2 separate regions of the Zea mays genome follow, and region 2 is linked to region 1. Evidence: chromatin contacts called from public Hi-C data. All regions are on one chromosome and are shown on one strand. Each heading gives the region's core, a stretch centred on a gene start, on an enhancer-like site or on the middle of the called end of the contact. The rest is flanking DNA. Distances are from core to core; before and after follow the strand shown. Region 1 holds the start of LOC100282348 (PME/invertase inhibitor-like protein). Region 2 holds the start of LOC109939147 (Putative metacaspase family protein).

Region 1 (4,545 bases), core at 676-3,175:
GAGGTCGCCGCGACATGGCATCGTTTGTTGTTGGCGTGGATGCGGCTTAGCGGTTGGTCTCTAGTTCACAACTCCTGGACATGGAGCTCTTGGCTTGTTGCTACACAGCAAGACCAAGGAGGTCTCGAATCTCTTGGTGGGCCTTCCATTCGCTTGGTGTTTCCGCCTTGGTGAGCTTGTCTAGAAACGCTGCAGCGGTTGCGACATTTTAGCTCGCTCGAGGGAAACAACGGGGTTTTATCGTCGTGGCGTGCTATCGCCCACTTGGCATGGTCGCCCCCCGTAGGCTTCCTTGTCTTTTTGTCGTGGATGTTGCTCGCTCCGTGAGAGGCTCAGGCCTAACGGTAGCTCCTAGGGAGGCGGGTTGAGCTGAGGCGGGGTGCGCTCCATGATGCTGGGTGAGTTCTCGCCCGGGCTCCCCACGTGGGGGAAATGATCTCCCGTGGTGTTGGCTGCAAGGCATTCCTGACTAGGGTCACAGCTTGCCTCGCTAGGCGGGGACGCGAGTCCGTCTTCCGACCTTGACAAGAGGATATCCAGGAACGAGTCTGGGACGTGGTCCAATACTCCCACTACCTCAGTACGATCGAGTGGTGGTGAGTTCTGCGACCTATGGTTCTCCTAAGGTGGGTTTAGTTGGAGGTCACTAAGACGTCCAACTACATCGGGCAAGTCACTTGCCAAGGGAGATAGGGCTTCCAAGGCCCTCGTCATCTCTCCTTTATTGACGCCGAAATCCAGACTCCCGAAGCGAATGGTCGTCCCGGGAGTCGAGTCTGTGTTGTAGTCGAGTATGGGGGCTTGTAGGTCATGAGCGCTATGCAACCTAAGGGGTCCGTAGGTCATGAGTGGAAAGCGAACTGGCGCCCACGCTGTAGCTTGGTGTCAGGCGTGGGATCCACTCGAGTGGTTCCCTTCCGTCCGCTCGTCCTCCCTTGTCAGGCTCCACCACGTCCGACCCCCGGACTCGGCACCACGGGGTTTGACCAGGGACGAGTCCTTCTAGGGCTGGCGCACCTAGCTCTTTCGAATGACTAACGGGTCCACCGACCAGGGGCTCTTTCCTTAGCGTGATCACTGATCGGTGGGTCCCAGGGACCGTGGATCATTTCCTCCGACAACATTGTACAACTACAAGTGATTGTTCCACTTTTGCATGCACCAGTTGTTAGAGATATGAACAGTATGCTATGAATAGTATAAGGGCCTGTTTGTTTACCCCCATGGATTATATAATCTGGATTATTTTTGGAGGATTATATAATCTGGATTATATAATCTGGATTATATAATCTGAGTAGTCCTGTTTGTTTACCCAGATTATTTGAGTTGTTAATAGGATTCTTTTGTATGAGGAAGACAAGAATGCCCTCTATATTTGTACTAGGTTGAAACTCATATATGAAAAAAATAATTAAATTGACATTGGCAAATATTGCATTAGCAATATTATCACGGAAGACATTCATGTCACCTTCTTCATCCCAAATTGACTAGTACTAGGCGCAAAAACGATTCGGTGGATTATAATGGCAATGGTGGGTAATTTCTAGAAAACTTGAAAGGGTAGTGGGGAAGTGGGAAAAAAATAATCTGAAATAAGCACCTCCTCACTTGCTTATGGATTATCATAATCCAAGGGGTTAGATTATATAATCTGGATAAATAAGCTGGACTGTTTGTTTGACTCTTAGGATTATTTAATCCAGATTATATAATCTGTGGGGTAAACAAACAGGCCCTAAGTTTGTTGCATATTTTGTACATCTATGACCACATGCTGAGCTGCCGGAGGCAGTTACAGGTGGCCGTTCCACCGTTGCATGCTAACCAACTGGTCAACGCCTTCTACCACCTATTGCGATCGACCCCTGTTTTCAGATATCAAATGCATATAAAAATGTGTGCTCATAAATGGGCAATTGGTGAATTGCACCATTAAATTCTAGTTGACAGCTGACACAATTGAAGTCAGTCTTTCTATATAAAATCCTTCTACCACCCATCCCCATCTCACATAGTACTAGAAAAATGGCCATGGCAGCCGCCACCGCGAATGCCATCTTGCTCTTGGCTCTCTTCTTCGCCGGCGCTCACGCGAATGTCCCATGCATACTCCCCGTATGCAAGACGGTGGGTGGCGGGAGCCGGTTCTTCGACGTGCAGTTCTGCCTGGCGGCACTCGGCTCCGATGGCCGGAGCGTCGACCACTGCCTCGACTACCAGGTCTACTCCGCCATTGCCGCTGACCTCCTCGCGGCCAACCTCACCGCTACGGCGGCCAAGATCAACGGCCTGCTCCGGAAGAGCGGCGGCTCCGCCGACGAGGCCACGACGCGCTGTCTCCGGTCCTGTCAAGCGTTGTACGGCGACATGGAACGGAGGCAGACTGGCTGCGCGGCTGCCGTCCGGGGCGTCAGGAAGGGTGAGGCCACCAGGTGCTTGGAGGAAGTCGCGTCAGCTGCTGAGGAGTGCGAGGACGGGTTCCAGAGGAGCAAGGTGGCGTCGCCGGTGATGGCGGAGAACCAGCAAGTGTTCAAGCTCGCCAAGCTCGCTGTCGCGCTGTTGCGCACGGTGTATGCTAGATGAATAGGCTTCTTCGTGCAGTATGTAGGCAGAAAATGTTGTTGTACTGGCAGTCTGGAACTGCCTTTTTCAGAATAATAATAATAATGACAAACTAAAAATGGTGTGACATTCTATCTAATTACTGTTTGATGTATCAAGCAAAGCAAACCAACCTGATGTGATTTTTATTTATTCACTGCCAGATTGCTCGCATGTTGGACCTTGCTAGGTGAGCGCGAATAAGGGTTTAGAGTCAACAACCATAGTTTGAATATCCATTTGTGTATAATTTTAGCTTTTTTATCATTTAAATACGTGGGAGCACGACAACATAGAAACTAGTGCTTTATATAATAGAGATTAGTATCAGCATCATGTCATTATACACAATACAAAGCCATGTGTTCAAGATGCTAACAACAGCTTGGCAACCCCTGTGGTTGCTGGTATTTGTGTACCACACTTCACACGTTGTATTGTATACTAGTGTACCAGCCTAGCTCACATCTCCGCTACAAGCTTGGACTGAGCCAGGGCGAGATCGAACGAGCTGAAGGAGCGAGGAGCCAGCGTGACCTGCATCTGCTCTGCAGCATTGCTCAGATCGCTCTTTACCGGCACAACCTGCCGCGCAATTGTTCACCGTCAGGTTTCGCATTCAGAATCACAAGATCGAAACCGAAAACAGAGCACAAATATGCGCTGAGAAACATATGACCATTCAGGCACACACAGACGCAGGTAATAAGCGCAAACAAAGGGGCAGATTTACCTTGGTTGGGTTGCTGAAGGAGTTTTCATCCATCACATCTGCTGATGTGAGAACAGTGGCGGTTGATCCCAGAGCGTTGATACTGGCCTGGAGCCCACTTGTGGAGATTGTCAGGGTCACAGCATCTGACCCGAAGTTTATGACCTGCACAGGAGTTTTCTGAGATCAATAGATACATTACAGGCTAGGGTGCATGAGAGAACTTTTTTTTTGCTTGCCTTTACTCTTAGGAAGCTGTTCTCGGAGTCCTGCCAGGTAATCGCAGACGCTGCAAGTGAACCTGAGTAGCTGGAGCTGATTGTCGTTGGATGGAACATAGCACCACTAGACTCGCGGAAAAGCGTCTGCATCCAGTAACTGGGAGTGCCGTAATGCTGCCAGGAGTTGAAGACGATTGCGTCTGGGTTCCACCTGATTGATTCATCCCAACAGAGTTACCACGATGAGTGATGAAGCTAGAGTGAACGAAAGCAGGGTGCATGATAATAATTTGTATGTGGTGTATATATGGTGAAAATCTGATTCAAAATCATAAGTTTTGTAAATTTTCGTAGGTGCCTATGCACCCACCGACTCCTACGTAGCTTCGCCCCTGACCACGATGTTGGGTCGACAAGAACACAACAAGAAACAGTGCAAGGAGTGAAAGGCTGCATGTACTAACGTCTGGTCATTGTCGTTTACGAATAGTGGCGCGTAACTTGCCATGGAAACAATGTCACTGCAAATAAAAACAAAAGGTCACCAACTCACATTTAAGATTATCTTCGTAGTGACACTAGAGCAGGCAGAACTCTGTAGGGTCATGTGATCTCAACGAGCAAAGATAACATGTGAAAAATTATCCGCGGAGACTCAGGGTTTAATCAGAAGGTAACCTAGAACCAATGATTTCAAACGAGAGATCACCTATTCTTCTCCAGTCCAGTAAGGAAAGCAGCTTCTGCCAATGAAGCAAGAAGACTTCCTCTACCTGCATCACCTCTCCAAACAGCGTACTCACTTACAAAAGCCTGCATTTGAATCATATCCAGAAGATATTTACTGTCTAAACAGAAAATGGTGACGTCAATATACATGTATGATGTTGTAACTAAGCAAGAAAATCAACGAAGTTCTTGAGAGTCCCCAGGACATGAAAATAACATCACATATCAGTATGTCACATTGCCCCCACATAAAGGTGCGCCTCATTGTTACTTAGA
Region 2 (4,545 bases), core at 1,059-3,558, 140 kb after region 1:
AAAAAAGTGGTGAGCGACATTTAAGGTAATCCCTCAACTCTAACTAAGAGCATTCAATTTGACTCAAAAGAAGCTCCGGTTGGCAGTAACATAACTTACCACAACACACTCCACATCTTGAAGGTCTTGGTGCCCAACACTGTTGGAAGCTTGTAATATCTTTATCATTTGTGTTCATTGATCAATGATTAGCTAGAGTATGTAGGATATTATGCCGTTGCCATGTGAACCTCTATAAAAAGCTACTCTCTCCATTTTGTTTTAGTTGTCGTTGGATAGTGCAAAATTGAACTATCCAGCGACAACTAAAAAGAAACGGAGAGAGTATGTATTAAGGCTTTGATGCCATGCCTTCGTAGGCGTACTTTAGGGCATGTTTGGAAACAAGAGTATTGGAGGGATTGAGGGGGCTATAATCCCTTGCTATTCAAAATTAAATAACAAGGGATTATAGCCCCCTCAATCCCCTCCAATACCCTTTGTTCCAAACAAGCCCTTAGGGTGCGAGGACTTACATCTCACTCCCGTTAGTATCTTTTCTCTAGTAGTGTCATGTCATTGTTATGGCACAATTAATAATATATCTATGTGGTTATGGTCCTCACCCATTTAGGGCTTGTTCGGTTAGCTCTCAATCCATGTGGATTGAGCGGGATTGGATGAGTTTGAATCCCAAACAAGTCAAACTTCTTCACAATTTTTTCCAATCCCATCCAATCCATGTGTATTGGGAATAACCGAACAAGCCCTTACTATAGTAGAGGGAGTATTTGTTTGGTTTAACATGATGATAGAGTTGCACGTAGAATTACGTACAGTCGATATATAGTAGACAATAAAAGGATAAATTTGTCATGGCATAATCATGCTGCATTCATGGCTCATATTTCTCTCTGCATACGCACACGCATATGTAGTTATTTTATTAATAAATAATAATAATAATCGTACGCATAAATTGCAGCGGATCAAGCAAGCGAGTGTCGAGCGTGTGGATCATGCATGCATGGAACCCCTCTCCTTGCTCATTTGCTCTTGGCCTTGGTGCCGTCCTGTCCCAGGAACGGTGCGTCAGCGTTGGCGTCGCTGCAGTAGAGGCAGGGGTGTTGTTGGAACCCCTGGTCGCTCAACACCACCCTGGCGCGGCACACCACCTCGCGGTTTGTCAACGGCGCCGGGTGCGCCGCCAGCACGACCTGCAGCGCGGCGCTGAACGCCCCACACGCCCTGCCGCCGAGCGCCGCGTCGTCATCCTGCGCCACGTCCGCCGACGTCTCGTCCGTCTGACACCCGCTCAGCAGGATCCCGGCGTCGGCGCCGGCGCCGTGGTGGCCGTGGCGGTGGAGGACCTGGAGTTGGAACTTGGCGCTGGCGTCGGCGCCGAAGAGCGCCAGGAGGTGGTCGGCGACGTGCAGGTGGTGATGGTGCGTGGCCGCCACGCCCGACGCCGCGGACAGGTGGCCGAGCACCGCGGCGTACGGGAGGAACCGGCCGCGTGCGCCGAGGGGGAGGGGGAGGCTCGGGCGGTCGGCGCCGCCGGCGGTGGGCCCGATCTGCTCCTTCTCCTGGTCGATGAGGCCGCCGCTGTGGCACGAGTCGGACGCCATGGTGAAGGTGGCGCCCCGCGGCACGCGGTCCACCAGCTCCCGGAAGTCCACGTCTGCCAGCGGGCCGACGTCGCGTACGTTGCGTGCATGTGATCAGTAGTAAAAGTAATAAGTAATAGGTCACACAGACAGACAGAGACAGAGGTCAGAAACGACGACGCGGCGCCTCGCCGCCATGCTTGGACGGATCGGACGTGCGTAGACATGTACACGGACCTGTGATGAGGTTGAAGTCGCACGGCACGATGGCCTCGTCGTCGCGGCGGCGGCGCGGCCCGCCGCCGCCGCCGCCGACGGGCGGGACGAGCGTGCCGTGGCCGCTGAAGTGGAAGAAGAGCACGTCCCCGGGCGCCGCGCGCGCCACCATGTCATCCAGCGCGCGCCTGACGGCTGCTCCGGTCGGGAGCACGCCGCCGCCGCCGCCGCGCCCGTGCTGGTCGTCGGTGAGCACGGTGACGTCGGCAGGCGCGAAGCCGAAGCGGGCGAGGAGGACGGCGCGCATGGCGTGGACGTCGTTGATGCAGCCCTGCAGCTCGTACGGCGTGCCGGCGTAGTTGCAGCCCACCAGGGTGGCAAGCATCTTCTTCTTCTTCGTATCTCCCCTCGCCGCCGCCGCCGCCGCCGCATCCATGGTTGTTGTCCTCCTCTTCTAGCTCTACTGCTCTAGCCTCTAGCAGCTCTATCTCGTGTGCTTCGCGCGCGGTTGAGTGAGAGATGGATCTCCGCCGCAGCTCCATCCATGCATTATATATAAAGAACAACCGGTACAGTACGTACGATACGATCGAGCTAGTAGCTTACTTTGGTTGTTGAGTACGCGCGTTGCCTTGTTATTAATCTGTTGCTTGGCTTGTGGACGCAAGCTAAGGGAAGGACTACATTTGCCTTTGGACTTTGGAGTAAAGCAAGCAGCTAGCTGGACTGGACAAGGAGCTAGACAGCAGCAGGTGAGATCGATGAAGATGAGATGCATGAACCATCACGCACAAATTCATCCCGAACCAGGCAAAGACGTACGTGCTGTACTTAAGCTAGAGATGGCCAAACGGGCCGCCCGGCCCGGCCCGGCCCGGGCCCGGTGAAGCCCGGCCAAAAACCGGGCCGGGCCTGCTGTGCCATCGTGCTCAAGTTTCTGTCCAAGCCCGGCCCGCAGCGGGCCTAAACGGGCCGGGCCGGCCCGTTTAGCACGAAAAAACGGGCCAAAAAGCGGGCTAAGCGGGTCGGTAAGCACGTTTTAGTGTAAAAAAACCGGGCTTAACGGGCTTAGAGGTAAACGGGCCGTGCCGGGCTAGCCCGCCGTGCCTAGTTTCCTGTCCAAGCCCGCCCGCTTATTCTACCGTGCCGGGTTCGGACCGGGCCCAAAAAGCGGGCTTCGTGTCGGGCTCACGGGCCTCGTGCTTTTTGGCCATCTATAACTTAAGCTGAGACGGCCTAGCATCGAGTACATGCAAAAGCTCGTACGTACGTCCTAGCTACCTACCTAGCTGAGACGGACGTCAACAACAGTGCAGTTTTAGCTGTCAGCAACAACAATCCTAGCTTGGGGAGCTTGCATTGCATTGCGTGCAAGAAATGACGATCGAGTGTGCAGATCCGATCCGGCCGGTGCATTCTTATTACCTTCAATAGCGCTCTTATTACTCGCCGACCTAATTAATTAGTGTACTTAGGACGCAAGTCCTTGCCTAGCTTCAGCTTGCTTCCACGCCGAGGCAAGGTGATGAAGTCGGCCCAAGCCGTTTCTCTTTTTCCTTTCTTTTTTTTTCTTTTTTTTTTCTGGTTTCTTTTTCTCAAATTTTAGAATTCAAATTTAAACTCAAATTCTGTTGCGGAGTTCATTCTTGGACCAAAATATAGAAGTTCATATTTCAGTATGCACAAGTGCATTTATTTGCTTATACATATTTTCTTTTATATTTATATAGTACTTTCTTCCATTTCTTATTCTATTCATTTCAAATTGCTAGATTTAGGAACTCTTCTATTTTTATTATCATTATTATTATTTGATGTATAACACATAAACACGATGCACAAATTATTTTGGATGTCATTAGTTAATTGATCAATTTAAATGTGGGTGCCCACATGTTATAGTGGATAGAGAGTAATATATGTAAGGGAAGACATCTCCTTTCTTGCTTTGACAACTTGGGTATTACAGTCATCCACATCTTGCTTTAGATATCTCCCTTCGAAGGATACCAACAAATAGGTCCAACTACATGATCAGAATAAGGCCCGGACCATTAGAACCGAGGTACAATGGCGGACCTAGGTTTTTACTTAGGGTGTGCCATAAGAATTTTTGTCATATAAAATTTTATATGTATAACATATAATTTTGTAGTAAAATTATCTTTTCCACCATCTAGCATCCCAACCTGCAGCTCTAACAGGAATTTTCAATAGGAACTCTAACTTACAACTTTAATAGCAACCAACAGGAGAATTTGCTTATTGAATATCAATCAAACTCTAGTAAGATAAATTGACTGCCTAGAGCCCTAGACCAACATTGTTAGTCCTAATCAATCACCTTGGTTTTGGTTTCCTAGTCCACGATGTTATCCTTGAACTTGAGAAATCTCACAAGTTTCTCTAACATGCCAACGTATTGCTGCCCTACATCACAAATCTAAAGGCAATCCAGTGCAAAATTCAGCAACATCATTCAATCAGTCAATCACACAGCACAACAACAATTCGACAAAAAAAAAACCAGTAGCAAATTAGCAGAAACACACATCGCGTGGATGAGGACCAAAACACTCATAAGCCTCCCATAGGTGAGTCTAGTAGTAAAATTGCAGAAACCTACCACTCTAGTGGCTGAGCATGGGAGCGCAATGGCTGGACACTGGGCTCGAGCGCGTGGCACTATGACGGTTGGGCGCGCAGCTCGGCGGCTTCTGGGCATGGGCGCTCGACGAGGCAA

The links. A called contact is a pair of places that touch in the nucleus more often than the background predicts.
Region 2: a contact with region 1 is called in a Hi-C map of tassel, with 4 times the contacts expected there. The contact joins the promoter of LOC109939147 here to the promoter of LOC100282348 in region 1. A contact is called at or near these places in 2 of 25 Hi-C or Micro-C datasets (leaf and tassel).

What each region holds. Positions count from the first base shown.
Region 1 is chr4:191,678,412-191,682,956 of Zm-B73-REFERENCE-NAM-5.0, forward strand. It overlaps LOC100282348 (PME/invertase inhibitor-like protein), which reads left to right and starts at 1,926. Exons shown (of 1, transcript NM_001155260.3): 1 at 1,926-2,687. The coding sequence starts at 2,032. The coding sequence ends at 2,589. LOC100282597 reads right to left here. Exons shown (of 18, transcript NM_001155505.2): 14 at 4,250-4,353; 15 at 4,005-4,061; 16 at 3,559-3,751; 17 at 3,341-3,484; 18 at 2,901-3,192. The coding sequence ends at 3,070.
Region 2 is chr4:191,815,243-191,819,787 of Zm-B73-REFERENCE-NAM-5.0, forward strand. LOC109939147 (Putative metacaspase family protein) reads right to left here and starts at 2,309. Exons shown (of 2, transcript NM_001349475.1): 1 at 1,824-2,309; 2 at 890-1,660. The coding sequence starts at 2,238. The coding sequence ends at 1,026.